2 separate regions of the Salmo salar genome follow, and region 2 is linked to region 1. A link is a contact called in public Hi-C data. All regions are on one chromosome and are shown on one strand. Each heading gives the region's core, a stretch centred on a gene start, on an enhancer-like site or on the middle of the called end of the contact. The rest is flanking DNA. Distances are from core to core; before and after follow the strand shown.

Region 1 (5,803 bases), core at 318-2,817:
CTAAGTATGGCTTCCAATCAGAGACAACGAAAGACACCTGCCTCTGATTGGAAACCACACTCGGCCAAACCTGGAAAACGAAACATAGAAAATAATAACTAGAACACATTCCCCTAGAAACCAACAAACCCCAAAACACACAAAACTACCCCCCTGCCACGCCCTGACCATTCTACTATGGCAAATGACCCTTTTACCTGGTCAGGACATGACAGGAGATGACTGAACTACTTACTGCTCAATCTAATATATCTACTCTGGATTGTTAATTGGACTCGTTCTGACATTTCTTGATTTCTTGTTTAGATTTTGTGTATCTGTATTGTATTTGCTAGACAGTCTACTACACTGCTGGAGTTAGTAACATAAGCATTTCACTGCACCTGCTATAACAATCTGTGTACGCGACCATTAAACTTTGATTTGATTTGACTAGTGCACATAGCCTTACAGGATATGTTGCTGCCTTGCTAGGTACACACTGACTGATACAGTATTGTATTCTGTAATGCATCTGTACTGTATTCACTTTCATGTAGACAAATGACATGGTCTATTATCTTTAATACTGCCTGAAAAGCCAACGAGCTCAAAACAAACTAACAATGTGATTTCAACCTCAAGTTTAAGATGATGAGATTCCCCTGTTTTACATCTTCCCCTGTGTAACAAGAGACATTCGGTCTTTACAAAACGATATGGAAAAGCACAACACACACACACACACACACACACACACACACACAGTCCACAGTTCTACAGTCGGAGAAAATCGGTCCTTTGGGAACACTGATTGCGAAGCCACAAGTCGTGTGAGAAAACCATGTTGTCTGCCAAGTCACAGAGTATTTATATGAATCATCTATTGAAGACATATCTAAGGTTTCAGTTAAAGTACTGTCATTGCCAAAATAAGGAGGGGAAAGGGAAATAATGGATCCTTCTAAATGTATCCCACAGCAGCACTGCCACACAAATTACATGTTGTCTGTCACTCAGCATGTGCTGTCAACTTGGTTCACCCACTACACTCTTTCCATGGATTCCTTCTTTTCACAAAGGAGAAAGGAAAGATCACTCTAAAGCCCTCAAACTGAACTCTGGACCTCGAAGCCAGTGCCACTGCATTTGTTCATTGTTTTCCTCTAATCAGGGACTGATTTAGACTTGGGAATGCCGAGTGTCTGCAGGTTTTCACTTCCCCCTTGAACTTGATTGATGAATTAAGGTCACTAATTGGTAAAGAACTCCCCTCACCTGTTTGTCTAGGTCTTAATTGAAATGAAAGACCAAAAACCTGTAAACCTTAGGCCTTCCATGGTATGACTTTGACACCCTTGTTCTAGAAGATCAACTGACTGTGTGAATTCATAGAGTCCAGGGTTGTGTTCAGTAAGGAGAACACCTTTTGAAATGGAGCAAAACAGAAGGTATTACTTGAACTTGTCCAATAAGAACGACAGATTTTTGTTTCTGTTGCAAAGTGCTTTGCTACGGTGTGCCCTTATGAACACGATCCAGTACAGCTCACTGGGCATCAACACAAACTCACGCTTGATATGGTAGCTAAAAATAGTGACACATATCACATAATGTCTCCTCTAGATATTTATATCAAGGACTGTGCCATCACTTCTGCCGGATCAAAGACAGGTGGCCGATGAATGGAGTAGAGCTATCTTTTAAACAGGCCTATAGTCTGTTTGATCATAGAAGACTTAGCATGCAGAGCCTTTTCACTAATTGGTACAGACTACAGTATCCAAGATGGATCATCATCAGCGTAAAACACATAAGACACAGTTATAAACTCAGGATTACATTAGAAGTAGAACATCCAACTCATATTAGGAAATTCAAGTCATAATCCAACTGCTCCAGTCCTTGAATACATCTAGAAACTATATTTTGAGGAGGTTAGGTGAGGGCTGGGTTCTCACTTAAAACAAGCAGGACTTCTATGAAACATCCAACTCATCTGGCCCTGGATATAGACAGTACATCTACGAACTGTCTCAACCATAATCTCTTCTGAGGAGATTAGGCTGTGTTCCAATCATCTCTTTTCAGGAAGGGATTGAGGCTGCATTCTCACTTAAAACGAGCAGGTCCCTTTGAAAAGGGCTCCTCTTCTCATTATTGGGTCATCAGGCATCAATTGGGCCGACCATGGGCTCTACTGCTCTACCCGATCTGTCGAGTAATGACTATGTCCACTCCAGACAGACAGACGGACGAACATGAGTAATCTACCGGCTGCCTCAGACAGACAGACAGACAGACAGGGCACTCTCCCGGCTCAGGGAGTGTAATAAACGCATAGGGTCAATATGGAATTAACAGAATGGGATACAGGATAAGTTATTAGCAGGCTTTAAAAGTAGGCACTTGGGGCTGGAAGCAGATCAGCGAGGGTGGTTGAATGGTTCCTCAGGGACCATCAATACGTCCGTAATGTCTGGTGGAGAAGAGAGGATGGAAGCAGAGAGGAGCCTGAGACAGAAGCGTGATAGATCGATTCCATAGTGAGGCCCACTGTTTGGAATAGGCAGACACACATACACCGTGTCGTGCTCTATAAACCTGGTAGGGATATGTGTCCTCTCTCTCCCTTGCTCTCTCTACTCCTATACACCCTCTCTCTCTCTACTCCTATACGCCCTCTCTCTCTCTACTCTTATACACCCTCCCTCTCTCTACTCCTATACGCCCTCTCTCTCTCTACTCTTATACACCCTCCCTCTCTCTACTCCTATACGCCCTCTCTCTCTCTACTCCTATACGCCCTCTCTCTCTCTACTCCTATACGGCCTCTGACTCATTGATGTGGTTTCTTCTCAACACTCACTATACCACGAAGAGGCCATTCAGCATTTACGTATATAACATACTTGAGATACATCATGTAGCCTATTTTAGGATAGTCCAGTTGTGGGTAAAGATGCTCATTTACTTGTGCAGCAGTTCATTGGGAATTGATCCATTTTGATTAAGGATAATATTTCAAAACCAAAAACGTGTCATACCTCTTAGAGATACTCATATTGTACCAAGATAACCTATTTTACCAGCCAGTCTATTCCACTAGCAAAGTAAAAAAGCCTGAATATTTGTTATTTTCGTACCCTATTTGACTGATATAGAAGTATCATTGATCTTCTATTCTAAAACCTCTAGAGTAGTAGTTCATCTATGGTACATAGATTTTCACTTTATTTGGCTGAAATAAAACTGAAATAAAAGTCATCGATCTTCATTCTTCACCATCTAGTGTAGTTTTATCTAAGGTAGATTGTTTTTTACTCTATGTGACTGAAATACAACTAGCATCAATCTTTTAAGTGTGGTTTATCTAAAGTAGATTGTTGAGTGCAGACCTAACACTGATTTAACGACTACCATTCCTCAGGGTCCAGTCCAGGAGGTCAGTGATTAACAGTACAACAGACTGATGAAACAGTAGGGAGTGGAAAGCTGCAGCATCAGGGAGAACTGTAGCCACTGGCCAGACATCATTTATACAGGCAATAAAATGAATGTCCCGGGCCTGCTACTGTCAATGCTGGGAAGCTGTCCTAGCTTTGTGTTGTGTGAAGGGAGCCATGTCCACCCCCACCAGACCTGGGTTCAAATAGTATTGGGCTTCATCTACACAGGCAACCCAATTCTGATGTAGTACTTTAGCTGGGCTTATTTGAGTTTGAATAATGAGTTTTACTGGCAGTAATGGAACCAATGGAATAGACCCAAAAATTCTAACCCTGTCAATCTCAGACGCCAGGCAGGCTCAATGAAACGATTAACGTATTTGAAATATTTGAAATATTATTTTAACCCAGGCCAGATAGCCACAGTCTCAGTCTCACAGTTATGGGGAAACATGTACTGAACTGTCCATCAGCATTGAACCATTTCAACATTCCTTCAGACCAAAGGAGGCTGGTGGAAGGAGCTATAGGAAGACGGGCTCATTGTAATGGCTGGAATGGAATCAACGGAACAGTATCAAACAAATCAAACATATGGCAATTACAAGTTTGACTCCATTCCATTCCAGCCATTACAATGATTCCATCCTCATATAGCTCCTCCCACCAGCCTCCTCTGCTTCAGACTGAATTGGTATGAAGTCGCTGTCAGATGTTCTCAGTCTAATGTGTTACTGAAGCCCGAAGACACAACAATGAGGTTTAGATGAGAGAAAACGTGGAATAGAGTGAAAATGATAGGGTTCTATTTTACTTGTATATAAATAGTTTGGATTCTGAGAAGATTTTGTGAAAGAAAGTGTTTATGACGGATTCAAACTCGATGACATGACACTCAAGTTTTAAGTTCTATTTTGGTTCAGTTTGACATTGAGGAATTGGTCATTGTTCTTGGCCAAGTCAACTATAACGGCTTGTTTATTTTTTACAACTACACTATATGGACGAATTGGACATACTGTAAGACTACCAATTGACCAGTCCAATGGCATTGTCAGCAATGAAGGATGGATGGGCCTGGTATTTTATAGGATATAATTATGTATGTAGAAGTTTGGATAAAAAAGTATATACAGGAGTGGACAGTAATTGCTCGATTTACCCTGCTAGCCAGCCTCTTGTAGATCACTGTGTACGTCTTGGGTCTGTTTCTTGTGATGCTACAGACAGTCACTTTCATTCATCAGTTGGATTTCTTTACATTGTATTCTCAGCCTAATTTCATTAGACAAGGACCCTTGGAAAAACCACTGTTACTGATGTCTTGACCTCAAATCAGTCAAATCAAATTGTATTAGTCACATGCTTTGTAAACAACAGGTGTAGACTAACAGTGAAACATTTACTTACTTGTCCTTTTCAAACAATGCAGAGTTAAAGATACAAAAAAAGTAGATATACAGTATATATATACACTACCGTTCAAAAGCTTGGGGTCATTTAGAAATGTCCTTGTTTTTTGTCCTTGCACATTTTTTGTCCATTAAAATAAAATAAAATTGATCAGAAATACAGTGTAGACAATGTTAATGTTGTAAATGACTATTGTAGCTGGAAACAGCTGTTTTTTTATGGAATATCTACATAAGCGTACAGAGGCCCATTATCAGCAACCATCACTCCTGTGTTACAATGGCACGTTGTGTTAGCTAATCCAAGTTTATAATTTTAAAAGGCTAATTGATCATTAGAAAACCCTTTTGCAAATATGTTAGCACAGCTGAAAACTGTTGTTCTGATTAAAGAAGAAATAAAACTGGCCTTCTTTAGACTAGTTGAGTATCTGGAGCATCAGCATTTGTGGGTTTGATTACAGGCAAAATAGCCAGAATCAAAGACTTTCTTCTGAAACTCGTCAGTCTATTCTTGTTCTGAGAAATTAAGGCTATTCCATGCGAGAAATTGCCAAGAAACTGAAGATCTCGTACAATGCTGTTTACTACTCCCTTCACAGAACAGCGCAAACTGTCTCTAACCAGAATAGAAAGAGGAGTGGGAGGGCCCGGTTCACAACTGAGCAAGAGGACAAGTACATTAGAGTGTCTAGTTTGAGAAACAGATGCCTCACAAGTCCTCAACTGGCAGCTTCATTAAATAGTACCTGCAAAACACCAGTTTCAACGTCAACAGTGAAGAGGCGACTCCGGGATGCAAGGTCTTTTCTAAGTGACCCTAAACTTTTGAACGGTAGTGTATATACACTGCTCAAAAAAATAAAGGGAACACTTAAACAACACAATGTAACTCCAAGTCAATCACACTTCTGTGAAATCAAACTGTCCACTTAGGAAGCAACACTGATTGACAATAAATTT
Region 2 (5,599 bases), core at 378-2,877, 54 kb before region 1:
ACCTAATCCCACAGAACAGCTGCTCTATTCACCCTTAGGTTGTACAATTGATGTACAATGCATTTGATACAACTGGGAGGTTGTCTGCACACAAATATAGACACAAGCATTCTGCAGTGTCTCCACACACTGGTGTAATGACTTTTCTGCTGAAAAACTCTCTGTTGTATCACACAATCTGTTGTACATTAGTCATACGCCACTGACGGGTTAGAACTAAGGGCAAGTTATAACAGTTCCCTGTTGACAAGCACACAACTATTGAGACACATTCCATGAGCAGCTTCAATCCCTCAGGCTCTATTCTAGACCAGGGAGGCAGCAGGCAACACACGTTCTCGCTCTCTCTCTTGACAAAATGGTTTCCTCACATTAACACTTGTCTGGAAACATGGACATTACATTGAGGTGATGGTTATTTTTAAACCGCCTCAAATGGTCTGTGTTCGTTGGTGTAAAAGTAGACTTTCAAGCAATACATCTTAAGCAAAAAAAACACATTTCTGATAACTCTACACACATGTTTGTGTTTCAACAGTGTGTCTATATTGTATTGATGTGGCAGACAGTCTATGTTTCTAATACAGATTTGTCTGTTTTATTCAGTGGTCTAATGTCACTAATAGAGGTGGTATATGCTGCCAACATTATTCTACCCAACTCAATTAATAACTTGGCTGTTCTATTCTACTCAATTATATTCTATTATTTTCTGTTCTATTATACAAAAAAAAAAAATCCCAACAGGTGGTTTTGCACATGCATATGTGTCATGAATAGACCTACATACTCACTAAACTTGAGGAAAACAGTTCTCCGTGCACAGCTCACCCTTACTGTAAATGAAACTAAAATAGGTTTAGTATCAAGTCACTGAGGGTGAATCAGAAAACATCCAAAGACATTTTCTGGATTGACCTGTCACCTTTCACTATCATCCTAATCACCCTACTCAATGACTAATTATTACCTTATCATCGAGCCACCCTGTAATTATTATTGAGTTGAAGGTGTGTTTAGCTATTTTAAATATGCACTACCATGCCTTACATACCACTGGCATGTCTTTGTGGCTCTGAAACATTCTTAGCATCATTTCTTTGAGGTGGGTTATTTTTTTCCAAAGCTGTCCATTTGCTTACCCTTTATTAATACTGTTGCCATACACAAAAATAAAATAAAAAGCCATAATAATTATGATAATAAAATATTTAATGAATAATCATTACCATTACAGATAGGGATGAATAATTCCAGTCAAATGTGATGTCCACCCTGTCAACGGAATAGTCTGCGGTGTTATTCTAAATCCAGATTCCAGAAAGATATACAGGTATCTATATAATCCAAAGAAACCGTTGAAAACGAAACACATTCACCAAAGTCTTCCTAAATCGACTGGGGCAGAATAAAAGTACTCTAAAAGAAGAACCATTGTTCCATGATATCTCTTCGGCAGGATGATGACACTGAGTTAATATTCCCCATTGTTCTCGGAAAACAAATGTTCAACAACTTCCCAACAGAATTGCCTTCATCGCTTTTAAATCCGTTTGATTGGAGTTTCATGACCGGAGCGCGTGGAATATTCCAATGCCGCGGATAGGCTGTACCGCAGGTTCTCTGACGCGTGCTTCTCAATAGCGTTTTATATAGCGCCGTGTCCTAATGGATAGGTAGCCCATGGGCGGCCCCGTGAGTCATTAAGTCATATTATTTTCAGACATAGAATAACACTTTTTCATGTAATTTGTCCATGTTTACATGTACGATTTACGGTCACTGTAATATTAGGCTACTGTAGCCAATGTGAGGCACATTCACATTATACTTTTGAATATCAGTCTGTATATACATGGTACAGGAAATAATAACTCAAATAGCATCACAATAACCAGCTGCCAAACATCTATAGTTTAAAATAGATACCTAAATATTTGGTTGTTTTTAAATAGCCATTATTGATTCATTTGATCATTATTACTCAGTAAAAATGACATGAGCTTATGGTCTATAACCCATCATTATAAGAGGTGAAACACTGCATGCAGTAGGTTAGACAGTATGGTGCAGCCTGTATAGGAAAGTTTGAAATTATACTTATGCTTATAATTCACCATTAAATACTGGTATACAGTAATTCAGGCGATTTTCTGTGCTCCTGTAAAAATACATTTGTTGCAAGTGTTTTTAACGTGTGCATCTCAGAGTATGCCTTGAGGTTTTGTAGCAAAAAATATAGATGTTTTATTGTCACATACACCAGATAGGTGCAGTGAAATGTGTTGTTTTACAGGGTCAGCCATAGTATTATGGCACCCCTGGAGCAAATGAAGGTTAACTGCCTTGCTCAAGGGCACATAAACAGAACTCTCACCTTGTCGGCTCGGGTATTCAAAACAGCGACCTTTCGGTTACTGGCCCAACGCTCTAATCGCTAGGCTACCTGCCGCCCTAGTGAGATCTATCTGATTTCTCTGGATCAGTATTCTTTTTCCAGGTCCTAGGATCAATGCTTGGTTTCAAATTGATGATAAAGTGCAAACCGAGACGAGAGATGGCATTTCTCTCTTGCTACGCAGACGCTGCATATGAAACATGATGTTATAAATAACTAGAGGTGTCAACTATCAGGCCAGACCCAGTAAAAGTTGAATACTTTGCTGAGGACATACTGTAGGCCTATGAAGTAGGCAGACTGGTTCTCTAGTGGCTTTTTACTCTCCTGTCTAAATGTATGATGTAGGCTAATATTAGGCAAATATATTCTAAACCAGACACTTAATTCATGCAGTGATTGATTATGACAGGCTTTATTAGCCTGTTATAGATAGCCCAGATATCAAGGGAATTAATTCACTCTGATCAGCCCAAGAATGATTCATATTTATACTACTTACTGTGTCTTATCCCACTGTGGTTTTAAATATATTGAATGTCATTTTACTACTCACTCATATGGTTACCCAGAGACCATGCAGCTTAGTTAGGGAACTCCTTTCCATCCTCTACTACTAACACTATTCATTTAGTGCTGAAACTGTCTGTCTTTCTCTCTCTTTGATTGACAGCTTAGTATAAAAAGAGGGGATAGGAGGAATGTGTCAGGTGGTCCAACCAAAGCGTGGCGCTCGTCTCGTACTGCCCACTGGAGACAGGTGCGCATGTTTGTTTAATTAAATCATTATTTGGCAACGCCAGGGCAGACACAGGCATGTGGCTTGGCATTGGATTAAGAGCAATAAGAAGTGAGGAGTTCAGAGAGAGAGAAAGAGAGGAGGGCGAGGAAGAGAGAAAGAGACAGAAAGAGAGGAGGGCGAGGAAGAGAGGAAGAGACAGAAAGAGAGAGAGAAAGAGAAGAGGGCGAGGAAGAGAGAAAGACACAGAAAGAGAGAGAGAAAGAGAAGAGGCCAAGGAAGAGAGAAAGACAGAAAGAGAGAGAGAAAGAGAGGAGGGTGAGGAAGGGAGAAAGAGACAGGAAGAGAGACAGAAAGAGAAGAGGGCGAGGAAGAGAGAAAGACACAGAAAGAGAGAGAGAAAGAGAAGAGGCCAAGGAAGAGAGAAAGACAGAAAGAGAGAGAGAAAGAGAGGAGGGTGAGGAAGGGAGAAAGAGACAGAAAGAGAGGAGGGCGAGGAAGCGAGAAAGAGACAGAAAGAGAGAGAAAGAGACAGAAAGAGAGAAAGACAGAAAGAGAGAGAGAAAGAGACAGAAAGAGAGAAAGAGAGGAGGGCGAGGAAGAGAGAAAGAGAGGAGTGCGAGGAAGAGAGAAAGAGACAGAAAGAGAGAGACAGAGAAAGAGACAGAAAGAGACAGAAAGAGAGAGAGAACAAGACAGAAAGAGAGAGACAGAGAGAGAGAGAGAGAGAGAGAGAGAGAGAGAGAGAGAGGACATTCATGTTTGGTATGGTTCTGAGGGAATACTCTGAGACATTGGTTTGGTATTCCATTGGACTGGACCAGGTCTACTAGGCCTTCCAAATGGTTCAAAACATCTCTCACAAAGAGAGGCTTTGTGAAGGCTGAAATGGCGAGAAAGATGCCTGGCTGAAGAGTAGTCTATCAACAAAACCAGAACGCAACGTAAGAACCACAACATCTGTTAGAGTGAAAGAAGGTGGGTGAAGGTGAGAATGATCAAACGCGCGATCAAGAAACAACCTATGTGTGAAAAGTAAATGGAATGCCGCATAAAAAATTGAAATGGGAATTTAACAAGGTGCATCAAAGGAGGGTTTGACCTTGTGATCTAAAAAAATCGCCGAAGCAATCTCAGAGGTGAAAAGATCTCCTGAAATTCACTTCCCATTACCTTTTTTTATTCCTTTTTCCATTTTAATGTGACATCGGACCTGAAAAACAACCTGTGTGTGAAAGTAAATGGAATGTAACATTGAGGTACAGTATATTAGTTGTCACCTCTTTGATCTAAAAAACGATTAACCTCCAAATCAAATCAAATGTATTTATATAGCCCTTCGTACATCAGCTGATATTCTCAAAGTGCTGTACAGAAACCCAGCCTAAAACCCCAAACAGCAAGCAATGCAGGTGTAGAAGCACGAAACATAAAATCATCTCCTTCATTTCACTTCCTACTTTCTCTTTAATTCCTTTCCCATTTTAACGTGACATTCCTGAAAATCAATCAATCAATGACATTTAATTATAAAGCCATTTTTACATCAGCAGATGTCACAAAGAGCTTATACAGAAATCCAGCTTAAAACCCCAAACAGCAAGCAATGCAGATGTAGAAGCACGGTGGCTAGAAAAAACTCCCTAAAAAGGCAGGAACCTAGGAAGAAACCTAGAGAGGAGCCAGGCTCTGAGGGGTGGCCAGTCCTCTTCTGGCTGAGCCGGAAGGAGAATATAAGAGTACATGGCCATTAAGGCCAGAAAAGAACGATGTCAGTAACAGCCAGACTACCTTCACCTCACACATCCGCACCAAACGGGCTTAACAGTGGCAGGAGGTGGTTTCTCTTTCAACGTTCCTCAGTAGAATGCCAGGATCTGATAACACGAGCAGGAATTGCGTGACAACCGACGACCTTGATCATCCAGAAGTGCAAAACAGCGTTGGAAGTTCAAAGGATTGGAACGGCTCAAACCTTCCCCATTAGGACCATGTCTATGTCCCAAATGGCATCCTATTCTCTACACAGTGCACTACTTTTGGCCTTTTGGCCAGATAGGGCTCTATAGGGAATAGGTTGCCTTTTGCGACACAGCCCATCTCAAAGAGGGCCACAGTTGTGGGAATGTTGATCTTGGGAGTTGGATCCGGAATCCAGGACCAAGAAGAAGACAACTTTCGTTCTTTTTTTAACAGCTGGGGTTGTCAGAGTTAGACCCGTAGAGCAGAAGTCAAGTCAAGCACTTGGCCCCGACGAGACGTGGCCCTCCCCCGGCCCCCTTTTTCTATGAACATTTTTCCCCATTCCCCATTTTCTTGGTAATTTGCGCTCGCAAACTTTGCCATTTGGCCTGTGCAACGGCCCTGTTGTCCTTCCAACACCCAGTCTGGCTCTGAGGCCTCCTCGGGCTCCCTCGGCTCCTCAATCTCCCCCACTGACCACAAAGTGGTCCTGAAAACCA

The links. Hi-C and Micro-C count contacts between places; a contact is called where the count stands out from the background.
Region 2: a contact with region 1 is called in a Hi-C map of muscle, with 8 times the contacts expected there. The contact joins the promoter of LOC106589359 here to the enhancer-like site in region 1. A contact is called at or near these places in 2 of 3 Hi-C or Micro-C datasets (gill and muscle).

What each region holds. Positions count from the first base shown.
Region 1 is chrssa02:63,651,300-63,657,102 of Ssal_v3.1, reverse strand. No RefSeq gene overlaps it. Among protein-coding and RNA genes, the nearest start is that of LOC106589595, 18 kb to the right of the region's middle. Within about 2 kb of position 1,567, at least 1 of the 13 cell types and tissues checked has an H3K27ac peak or open chromatin away from gene starts, as enhancers often do. A contact at or near this core is called in muscle, where this site is marked.
Region 2 is chrssa02:63,705,720-63,711,318 of Ssal_v3.1, reverse strand. It overlaps LOC106589359 (prostaglandin E2 receptor EP1 subtype), which reads right to left and starts at 1,627. Exons shown (of 5, transcript XM_014179221.2): 1 at 1,230-1,627.